Linked DNA regions of Sus scrofa: region 1 is linked to region 2. The links are chromatin contacts, called in public Hi-C maps. All regions are on one chromosome and are shown on one strand. The core of a region is the stretch at or near the end of the contact, and the rest is flanking DNA. Distances in the headings are between cores, read along the strand shown. Region 1 overlaps EEFSEC (selenocysteine-specific elongation factor). Region 2 has its middle 26 kb from the start of DNAJB8.

What was found. A called contact is a pair of places that touch in the nucleus more often than the background predicts.
Region 1: a contact with region 2 is called in a Hi-C map of alveolar macrophages, with 2.1 times the contacts expected there. The contact joins two enhancer-like sites. A contact is called at or near these places in 2 of 5 promoter capture datasets (fetal skeletal muscle and liver) and 4 of 47 Hi-C or Micro-C datasets (alveolar macrophages and embryonic fibroblasts).

The regions. Positions count from the first base shown.
Region 1 is chr13:72,177,195-72,182,754 of Sscrofa11.1, forward strand. All of the region lies in intron 1 of EEFSEC (selenocysteine-specific elongation factor), which reads right to left. Among named protein-coding and RNA genes, the nearest start is that of RUVBL1, 16 kb to the right of the region's middle. Within about 2 kb of position 3,382, at least 5 of the 83 cell types and tissues checked have an H3K27ac peak or open chromatin away from gene starts, as enhancers often do. A contact at or near this core is called in alveolar macrophages, where this site is marked.
Region 2 is chr13:72,033,536-72,039,299 of Sscrofa11.1, forward strand. No RefSeq gene overlaps it. Among named protein-coding and RNA genes, the nearest start is that of DNAJB8, 26 kb to the left of the region's middle. Within about 2 kb of position 2,871, at least 3 of the 83 cell types and tissues checked have an H3K27ac peak or open chromatin away from gene starts, as enhancers often do. A contact at or near this core is called in alveolar macrophages, where this site is marked.

The DNA of each region.
Region 1 (5,560 bases), core at 2,132-4,631, 140 kb after region 2:
GACCGGGAGACCAAAGACCACAAAAAGGGAAGCAATTCCTGGCCTTGGAGCATCTCCACAGCACTGGACTGAACCCCAGGAGCAGAACCTGAGAACGACTTGGAGAAAAAGGGAGGGGGGAGGTTCTTGCAGTACAAATAGGAAGGGGGGAGGGGAGGAGGAGAAAAGAAAAAGAGAAAGAGAAAGAAAAGATGCCAATGATGACATTAGACAGGAGAGAGGCCAGCTTTGTCCTGCATCCTGTTGAACAGCCAAGTAAAACAATGAATCTATTTTTTTTCCCTCCTCTTCTTTGCCTTAAAAAAATTCAAGAATTTCATTTCCTTCTTTGAAGCATAGCTCTTGCATAATTTCAGTGCTCATTCCTGCTGTCTGCAATGCTGAGGGAAGGGGGCATTTGACTCTCCCAGGACCTCAGAAGGGAGATGTCCGGTGCAGACCCCCATGCTAGCCTGTAGGCCCCCGGCAGCTCCCACATCCAAGCTGCCGCTGACAGGATCACAGTTGCCACTGCAGTTCAAACAGCAAACCCCATAAAAAAGGCATGATTCCCTTTATAAACAGGTGAGCAAACTACAGTTCAGAAAGGCAAAACTTCCATTTGCTTTTCCCATTTAAATCTTTCCAACTCCAGAGCCCAAGCCCACTGCACTGCAGCCTCCTAACTATGGGAAATCCTATGAGGCAAAGTCGGAAACCATCTCTAAATTTCCCAAAGGTACCACAATCATGCAGGACAAGCAAGGTGCCCAAGTTTACAGTGTTTAAAAACATAAAAAAGTTTTACTGGTTCCAAAACACAAAAATACAACTGCAAAAACTGGAATTATTCAAAGCTGAATTAAATGTTGACTAAGACATAAGAGAAGGCCAGCTGGTGTACTTGAAATTCCACGTGGAGGTAAGTGTGTTAAACATACCTCAGGTGGGCCCTCAGCACACTCCACTCCTGTGTGTCTGCATTCTGGCCTCGGGCTGGCCTCAGGCTCACCAGGCTTCGGAGTAGCCCTCCCCATGCAGGGCACCCCAGTGGCACAGGGCAGACCACAGTAAGCAGCAGGAAGGGACTCTGAGTGCAGAGGCCAGAGCAGGCACTTCCTTCAGGCATCAGGAGTGATCTTCCTAGCCTCCTCCAAGTTCTGGTGCCACACAGCTACAGAGGCCCTGTGCCAAATGCACACGCAGGCACATGCCTTCCTGCCCCTCTGCACTGGGGGCCACACTTTTGGCAGCATCCCCTCCAGGTCTAGCTCCTCCCCAGAATTGGCAAATATTGATAATCAGCTCCAAATGCAAAAGCGAAAAAGCAGTTTGTGTTTTGAAATGCGATCATAATTCAAATTGGAAGCCAACACGAATCATTTGATGTTCACTTGAAAAGAGCTGACAGGCTGCGCAGGAACGTTTCAGTAGGGGACCGATAAGGAGAGGGAAACAAAAATTATTGGTATTTACTCATCCTGCAATGCTTGTGCAAGGAACTCTTTTAAAGGGAGCACTTCAGAATGGTTATTCAATCTGAATTTTACAGATAGCAGGGAAATATTTTCTCACAGAATGCCCCTATCTGCACCATCATATCGCTCCGATGTGCCGTTCATGTCTTTCATTGCAGGAATTCTCACTCAATTTTGCTCCATTCTGAGCTGACGGTGACCCAGAGTATACAAGGCATTCAAGAATCTGCCTGGAAATTACTACCAAGGAACATCTGTCCCGTTCCCCACTCGCCAACACTGCCTTGGGGAGTGAAGATGGAAAACGACTTAGAATCCACAAGCAGAAGCAACTTTTCATTCCCCTTACAAACCAGGCTCCTTTGGAAATTGAGGGTTCCAGCATTTTTCAAAAATTATGTTTCTGGAAAAACATGACGTGAGTCTCTTTTGAAAGCCTCCGCTCGGGCTTCCTTTCTACCCAGACACTTCTAATAAAAGCCAGGGCAGGCTTCACGGGAAAGCAAACAAGAACGCCACCATGGCTCTCTGCACTGCTGCTGTCAAATTCAAATTTTGTATCAAACGCCACAGATCAATTAACGACCATGAAGGGTATCACACATGCTAACATAGCCACCGCACATATCGCATCCATCCTGCTGATGCCCTCACCTTGGAAGATTTATGGGGTAACCAGAAAAGATTAGAAGAAGACCTCTGACTTCACATAGGCTAAGCCTGGAACCCAGTGCTCCCTCAACAGCTTTGGGAAGGCCACGCAGTTGTGCCCCCACCTAGACTTCCTCCTGCCTTGCTGACTGCTCAGAAGGGATGAGCCACAGACACAGTGAATCAGATAAAGGAACAGCCATCATGTCTTCGACTCTGGTCTCACCTCCATCAACCCCCCATCCTACACACCCATCACTGGTCGGGCAGAGGGACCAACATCACAACCTCAACTCCCCATCACACGCCCAAAGCCCTAAGGACGTTTCCTCTGATACAACCGCCCAAGCAAGGCAATCACTTGTAGTGCAGGTATGCAACCTTGCCACTGGGCTGCCCAGAGAAGGGTCCACGGCGAGCTCCTCCCACCCCCTACCCCCACTACCTTGGGGTGCTGGCCTGGCAAGCTCTTTGGGGTTTTTGCATCTTAGAGGCACCTGAAAACAGTAGTTCCAGGTTGATGGAAACAAAGAGGATGTGAAACCCCAAATCTGGTCTGGGGGCCTGGGGTGGGGGCTATGCACCAATTCATGTCTCTCTGCCTTGAAAGCCACTCCTAAAAAAAAAAAAAAAAGTTGAAACTGGGCAAATGCTTATACAAAAGCAGACATGCCTAGTTCAGCCAGAACCTCTTTCCTCTGGGCAGAGGGCCATCACCTTTTTTTCCTCCTGGAAATTCCCTCCTTTAGTTAACATCATGAACTTGCAGAAAAAAGAAAACGGAGTGTAGAGGGTTGACGACTGAGCCCACATCTTCAAATGCTTTAAAGTTAAGTCAGATAATCTTTACACTGATGTGAAAGGGGGAGACTATACATTTGACCCCTTGCTTCAAAAAGAAATCTTTCCATATGGTTTTTAATTGGAAAGCAGTTGTTTTGTTTTCCCAACACTCTTTAACCTCTGCCATTGTAGGTACAAGGCTGCAAACCATATTTCCATTGATTAAAAAAAATAAAAAATAAACGTTGCAAGAAACAATATTTTTCTTTTTAAGGAAAAAAGGATAGCAAGCAACTCTTTTCTGAGGGTCAAGCGTTTAAAGATGTGTATGGGAAGCCGCCATGGCTGTGGCGATGGCTGTAGCTCATGGTTTATTTTGTCTTGGAAAAGCCCGAGGTCCTTCTAACTCTGCTGACCTGTTACCCTAATACCAGCATCTCCATCCAAGACCGCAAGCAAACACTGCCCTCTTGTGCACCAAACAGTCTGAGCCCATGGAGATGTTTCCACCCACTGCCCGCCCCTTGACAGCTCACAGTGCACAGCTGCCTCTCGCCGGCGTCAGGAAAGGAGGACACACATCTGACACCAGGGTGCTTGCTAGAATGTCCCCAGACTGGCTTTCGAGAAAGACTGTGAGGTAAGAGGAAGAGGCTAAGATTTAGCTGAAGAAATCAGACCAAAAATAACTGACTCTTATCTCTCGTAGCAAAGATTCATTCCTCAAAAAGAAACTCTTGGTTATCGTGTCAAGTTTTCTCATTGTATACTTCTAAAAACTTTTAGAAATGACTAGGGAGTCTACAATAATGAGTATATAGTACTTCTTTTTATCTAGGAAATATTTGCCAGAAAAAGATTCTATTTGATTCCAAAGGCGGGGGAGTGGGGAGGCAGGGAGAACCCAGGTTGGCGTTTCTCAGAGAACCCCCAAAGGTCATAACACCTCTTCTTTTTGATGAGCCTTGACCTGGTAGGGTTCCTTGTAAACACTTCTTCAGCCTGGGGACAGGGCTCTGTGCCCAGAAGGCCAAAGTGGCATCTCAAGAGAGCCTTAAAGGATGTAAACTACTGTTCCCTTGCTAAAGAACTTGACAAAAGCAGGAGTTCCCGTCGTGGTGCAGCAGAAACGAACACAAAGGGGAACCATGAGGTTGTGGGTTCTATTCCTGGCCTTGCTCAGTGGGTTAAGGATCCGGCGTTGCCATGGGCTGTGGTGTAGGTCACAGACAATGGCTCAGATCTGGAATTGTTGTGGCTGTGGTGTAGGCCGGCAGCTGTAGCTCTGATTTGACCCCTAGCCTGAGAACCTCCATATGCTGCGGGTGAGGCCCTAAAAAGCAAAAAAAGAAAAAAGAACTTGTCAAAAGCAAAGGCAAAGATCCAGCCTCTGAGGCAAGGCCTGCTTGGCAGGAGCCTCCAAGGTAAGGCCCTGGTCTTTTCTGAGTGCACCTCCAGCTCTGCTCACAAACACAAACCACCCAGAAGCTGCACCCACTCCTCCACCTATTGGGCACTCCAGGATGTGCCAAGTCTCATGCCAAACTTACTTCTTGGGGAAAAAGGAAAAACATGCCCCCAGTGCATGACCTTCAGCCTGGTGGGCACCTCAGAAGGAAGAGAGATGAAGAGAATGTTCTGGGGAGTGCCTCCATGGGCTGTGACCAGGAGTCAGAAGGTGGGCTGGGTGCCTGCAACCTCAGCTCTTTCACTCACTGCCTGGGATGTCCAGCACTTGGACCAGCAGTTCAGGAACTTGTTCTCAGCCTTCAACTGGCCTGTGAAGCATAGGCAGTCAATGAGCCAGTGTTAAGCAGCCACCCACAACCACACAGTAGTGACCACTGTCCATCCACCTCATGCTAGGGCTACCTGCCGCCTCCTGTTCCACGTTAGCCCCTCTCTCGACCATGGGAAGGTTTGCGTACAGGACTAGAAACAGGACTCAGGGTGCATGAGGCCTAGAGTTTGGCCACACCTAGGTGATACAGGAGGCTGACTGTGGCCCTCCCGCCCACTCTCTGTCCTATCAGAACAGGACATGCAGCCGCTTTATCCTCCAGCAAAACTGAGACTGACACAGACACCAAATAAACATATACGTCCAGGTATGCTGGCCCCACACCAGGTTTCCTTTGTGGACGCTGGCTCTGCCACAGTCAGCGAGGCTGGGGCCCTCACAGGTGGAGCAGCCTGACAGTCTCATGCCCCAAACCTATATGCTGCCCCCTCCCACCAGCCCAGTGCCCAGAACTGCTCACCCTGCCAACCGCAGCCAGCTAAATCTCCTCGGAAAGGCCTTCCCAGCCTCCAGGCTAACACAGGTCCGCCACACCCACCAGGCCCTCTCTGGGCACACTGCCCCTAGACACCAGGCTGTAATGTCACACACTTCCAGGCTTTCCTGTGGGGAAACCCAAGAACTGAATGTGAAAAGGGAAGGCGCAGCATCCAGCCTCTGCCCTTTGGCCCAGGAGAGGGAGCATCTTAACACAAATGTGCTCACACTCTACGGGGTGTGGGCCCCAAGTCCACAGCCAGCCTCCCAGGTTCCTAAAAACCTGCTGCTCCAGGAAATTTACATTCAGGAGGAACTCAGGCCCCAAGCTTGACCACAAGGGAGAGGAACCACTTCTGGTCACACTGGGTCACCCACTGAATGCTGACAG
Region 2 (5,764 bases), core at 1,621-4,120:
GTGGTCTGTGGAAGCTGTGGGAAGGATCTGGACCTGACTCTCCCTGGATAGAGGTCAGCCTATGACTCCCAGATATGGTGGCCATGGCGGCAACTGTCCCTGTGTCCTGGGCAACTCTCATCAGGGGACAGGCCATTCCAAGCTGCCCCAAGGCCCTAGCAAGTAGGCAGGAAACTTTAGTCCAATTACTGGTCAAAAGATCAATGAACCAATGAACAAGAGATGACAGCCAACAGCAGCTGGGACACTTCAGGGCACAGGGTTGTGGTCTGGGCCTAGTTTCTTAGGGTGCTATCTGGGGACCTGTCTGTGATGCCCCCTGGGAGGAGAGCCCTGACACTGCCCCAAGTCCCTGAAGTTGTCCCAGGGCCCAGGGGACAGCAGAGCTGCAGGTCCAGATAGCAGACCTGAGACCCACCAGTGGGTCCCCCAGAGGCGGCCAACACTTTGCTGGGCTCCATGTTGGTGGATGTCCTAGAGTTGCTGCTTGTCTCAGCTGTCGGGTGGATCACCCTGTGCGGAGGTGTGTGGGCAGAGGCTGGGCTGGGAGGCACACAGCAACAGTGGGGCCCATACTCTGGAGGAAGTGGGGTCTGGAGCACGTGGTGTCTGCAGGTGGGCTCTGCAGGGCAGCCTGGCCCCTCAGTTCTGTGGCGATGGGGAGATAGGCCAAGGCTGCCAGGCCCCCTGGAGGAATGCGTCCGCCCCGTGCTCATAAACCTGCTCTTCCTCCTCCTGTGTGTGCTGGGAGAGGTCATTCAGAGGTCACCCTCAGGAAAGGTTGGCATAAGAGGCGGGCTGGCCAGCTCTAGGCTGCTCATAGCCCTGGGCTGTGCAGCCCCATAGTGGACCTGGGCTGGGTGGGCAGGGAGAGAGCCAGGGAGCTCTGCAGGGTGCGTCTCAGGGGCTATGTCTGGCCCGGCCCAAGTTCAAATTCTTGGGGATCTTGGAGGCCATTCACCAGAGGCCCTGGAGTCTGGAGCTTCCCCCACTGTGGGGTGAGCCTCTGCTGGCCAGTAGATGGGCTGAGCTCAGCCTGTCACCCTCCCTGTGCCTGGGCCTCAGCAGGGTGTGGGTCTGGAGAGGGTGGAGGCGGCAATGTGGCCCCCCTATTGTGCCCTGCCAGGGAACAAGTCTGAGGATGCCACACTGGCTTGGGGACGCGGGTGTGGGTGGACCTCCCAGGACTGTGCAGGCATGTATGGCTGTGCTTAGGGCACCTCCAGGGAAGGTGCAGTCAGGGGGCTAGGGGCCCAGGCTGAAGGGGAAGGGACACCTCCTGGGCACCAACCTCTTTCCCTCCAGGCACCTCCTTGGAGTGGTAGGAGGAGGCGGAGGTTCTGAAAAAGGACTGCAGGGAAGAAGGGCCTTCCCACTTCCCACCTCAGGGATTCTCCTGCCACCTCCAATGTGGCTATCCTGACATCAGACTATGACTGTGAGTCATGAGCCTCACCCTCCCTGCTGTGGACACGAAGCAGGGAGGCCAAGTACACACTGAGCTCCATGGTGCCATCAAAGAGCGAGGGGCCCAGGGAGGGTGGGCTGGGCCCCTTCCATCAGCGATGGGCGTATAGGGGTCCCAGAGCCTCAGATGCCCTCTCCTAGTGAGGCCTGAAGGCCGTGGCCCCACCTTCCCCAGCCCACCTGCCAGGTTGAGCCCTCTCCCGGAAGGGCAGGGGCTGTTCTCCTGTGTGCAGTGAGGAAGGAAATTGCAAATTAATCTTTATTTCCATCTTGGAAGAAAACCTTAATTCTCAGCATGGAAATGATCCTCGTCATCCCAGGGAATCAATTATGGGCTTTAATTGCAGTCAGTCCTGGCCAATCAGAGCTGGGCCGTACCCACAGACCCCCCTCATCGCTCCCTGCCTCTGGGGCCCTTCCCGGCTGCACTCTGCGCTCTGGGACCCTCGGTATCTCTGGTTGCTCTAATTTCTCTGTCTCTCTTGGAGCCTCTTTCACTCTTTCTCTCCCGCAGCATGTCTCTGTCTCTCGCATCCCCCCTCCCCCTCATAGGGCGCAGGCCCCAGGAGGGCTTCCTCCTGCAGTCCTCTGGCCTCTGCGCTATAGCTTCGAGGTCACCTGTCAGTCACCTGCAGGTGACCTCAGGCTGGCCTTCCCTGTCCAGGTCTGGGGCCCCTGGCTTCTCTGTGCACTGCACTGCCCAGAGGCTTGGCAAGGGCTTCTAGCCAGGAGCAGGCAGGCTGGGCCCCGCCCGGCCGCCTCAGTGTTTCCACCCGAGATGTGGGCATCCCTGGGACTGGTCTCCTCTCACCACCTTCCGGCCACCGGGAGATGCTTGTCTTTTTATCAGTGACGCCCTGTGACTCTGACAACCGTCTCTCCTTATCAGCAGCCCACCCGGCTGTCCACAGGGTGGGGGTGGCCTCCGCCTGCCCACATGTCCACACGCGCACCCAGACCCCTGTTCCCAGGCCAGCTCTGCACCAGGACCTGGGTGGGGCATGTGCACTATGCCCCATGGGCTTGAGCTGGCAGCGCCACTACCCACCTCCCCGAGGGTCCCCTGTGCTGGGCAGCTGGGCAGAGCCCCAACCTCACCCTCCTGCCTCAGTTTCCCTCTGTGTGGTGATTCCAGGAAGCAGGGCCTCTACTCCCCTGACCTACAACCCCATGCCTCCCCAGGATGGGCCCGCTGAGCACCATGGAGTCAGCAGGTGAGCAGGAGGGCCCAGATGAAGAGTCTCCCCCTGCCACCCTCCTGCATACTGAGAACGGTGTGATGCTGCTGACGGAAGGCCCCCACTAGCCAGCGCCATATCTGATTAGGCAGTAAATTGCTTCATCTCATACCGCACCCCTTGCACAACCATTCTCCCAGGCTTACTTCTACTTCTGCTGGGACCTTGCTGAGGGCTCCACCTACTGACCCGGCCCTGGTCATCTCAAGCCACGTCCATTGACCCAGGCCTTACAGAGCACGCCCTGATTCTTCTTCTCTCCAGCCTGGCCTGGCATGCCCCAGACCACCCCTGAGCCCAAGGTCCCACGTGTCCCAGGAGCTGCAAGGTTGGACTCAGGAGGCCCAGAGAGCTAGCAAGGTGTCCTGAACTCCAGCCTGCTATGGCCTGACATGTGGCCTGATGTGTGCCCAGGGTCCCAGGTCCTCACCCTCCTGCCCCCTCATGTGCTCATCAGTGCCAAGGCAGGTGCCCACCGCATCCCCCCTCCCTGGCCTTGGCTCTGACCCCTCCTTCCTGGAAGCCTGTCCTCCCAAACATGGATCTGAGCAGTTCCCTTGTGATCACAGTGGATGTGCAGGTGCTGGTCTTGGGGTGCTGGTGAGGATCGTGGTGACAGTCTAGGGATATGATAAAGAACCAGCTAGGGTTACAAGCTGGGAGGGCACAGCCTGGCCTCTGTGGTCCCAGCTCTGAACACCTTGGTAAATTTGAACTTCCAAGGCCTGCCTAGAGCTCTAGGGGAGGCCTGGTTCCTACAGCCCCCTGGCATGTCCCCACCTTTCTATGTCCCCAGGATGGGATGAGGACGAGCCCCCAAAAGCTGCAGGATGGGGCTGAGAGGGTGTGACCATGAATGGGGACAGGTGCCAGGGAGGACAGATGTCAAGAGGAAGGGGGGGTAGTGGGAGCCAGCTGGACTCCACTGGCACCCTTTGCAGGTGATGAGGCTCACAGACTCCGCCTCCCCATTGGCTCTCCTACCTACCCCCACTTCGGCCAGCTGCCCAAGCAGGGGCCAGGCCTCGGGATGTGGCAGATGAGAGAGGGGAAGTGGACTTGGGCTCATCTGTGAAGGACGAGGGAGAGATGGATGTGGATATGCAGAGGCAGAGGCAGCACAGGAAGAGGATGGGAAGGGGGTGGGGGGAGGCAGGGTGTGTGCTGGGGGGATGGTGCGTGGGGGGATGTGTGCCAGGGGTGGGAGCACACAGCCTCCAGCAACCCACACAGCTCCTCCAAAGGCCCCAGTCAGCCCCATGAACATGGCTGTGACAGCAGTGCCTGGCCACAGGCACCTTGACAGCCACCTGCCTGACTCAGTGGGCTCCCAGCGAGCATTTATCTAGAGCCCAGCTGTGGCTGCAGGATGCGGCCATTTCTCTTTGCGGCACTGTCTCCCCACCAGACCCCATGATAACACTGGGGGTTGAGCAACCCCTCCTGGGTGCACGACCTCTAACCTGTTGGTGGATGGGGGTCAGGGGCAGCTGCACTGCACAGAGGAGGCTGCTGAGCCACTTGACTTGGGGGGCGGGGCACAGATGTGGGGTCCAGGCGGTGCTCAGTCAGTGTGGAGTGACCAGCTTCAGGCTTCTTCCCAACTCTGTCCCAACTCCTGAGTTCCATCCCTTATGTGAATCCCCACACCTCCCAGGGCCCCAGCCTGCACTGCCCCTCTGCTTGCTCTCACTGGCCAGTCATGAACTGGCCTGGGAGGCCTCCTCTAACCTATCTGTCCCTGTCCCTGCCCCTCGGAGAGGGACTGGGATTCAGCTAGGAGCTGTTGGGCAGCTGCAGGTCAGGGGGAGAGTCTCTTGAGCCCCATCTGACACACTTTCGTGCCTCTGCCCTTCAAGGCCTCTGCCTGCCTAGCCTGCCTCCCCAGCTGCCCCCATTGCCTCCCTGCCCACCACTGGCTTTCAGCAGAGGGAATGGGGCTCCGACAGCGACCCCTGCAAACCCAGGAAGCACTGTACCCCACCCCCAACACCCCTGGCTGCCCGGCTGCCTCCCACAGTCAAGCCCTGGTACTGGCTGAGCTGGACTAATTAATGGCTCGACTCCGTTATCAGGCAAGCATTAATTATTCTTTTTAATCACGGCTGCCATGTGCAGACTCCTGGAGGCCCAGCTAGGGCTAGGGGGAGACTAGGGGGCCGTGACCTCATCCTTCCTCACACAGCCTCCCCACGACATGCTCTCCAGAGCTGCCCCCACTCCTGCTGCTTCCTCTGCAAATTCCTTTCCTTTCAGGACCTTGTCCAGAGGCCTCTCTCAGCCTAGCCATGCCCACAGGGGATGGGCATGAACTGGGAACCAGGGTGCTGTGCTCAGGGCTGGCCTTAGCCTCCGGAAGGAACCTGGAAATTCTAAGCCCCATGGGGTGCTGGGGAGGCCCAAGGCGAGGCCAACACTGAGAGGGTTCCAGGCCACCTTGAGGAAGCTCTGGGTCTGCGGAAAGCAGAGACCCCTGGGAAGAGGCCAGAGGGACACACTGGCCCCAGACACACGTGTCTGCACCCTGTACACACTAGACTCTGCACCTGCCTCTTCACCCACAGACATGCCAGACGTCCAGCCTCCCCAAGCACATGAGGGCGAAGCCTCCCCAAGCACATGAGCCACACCCCCTGGAGACCAAGGTCCAGTGTCCACCAGACATGGACACACACAGACGCCTGGGCCGAGCACACGTGCACATACACTGCCCAGCGCAGGAGGCCTGGGAGAACAGAAGCTGCCCCTTGTCCTGCCCCAGGCCCCCAGCTTCCCATTGACGAGGCTTTATCTGTCAAAAATATATTAACCCAGAAGCCTGTTTCCATCAGAGTCTCGATTCCAGAGACATTTCCAGATAAGCCTTATCTCATTGCTGGTGCATTAGCCCTGCCGGTCGGGGGCCTGCCAATCACAGCTGGCCCTCCTGCCCCAGCCTGTGGCAGGATGCCTGTCCACAACTTTACTCGATGTGGAGTGCCCACCCCAGCCTTTGGCCTAAAGCAGGGCCTATAGGGCACTGAGGCATTGGGGTGAGGGGGGACTCTAGTTATTCAGAA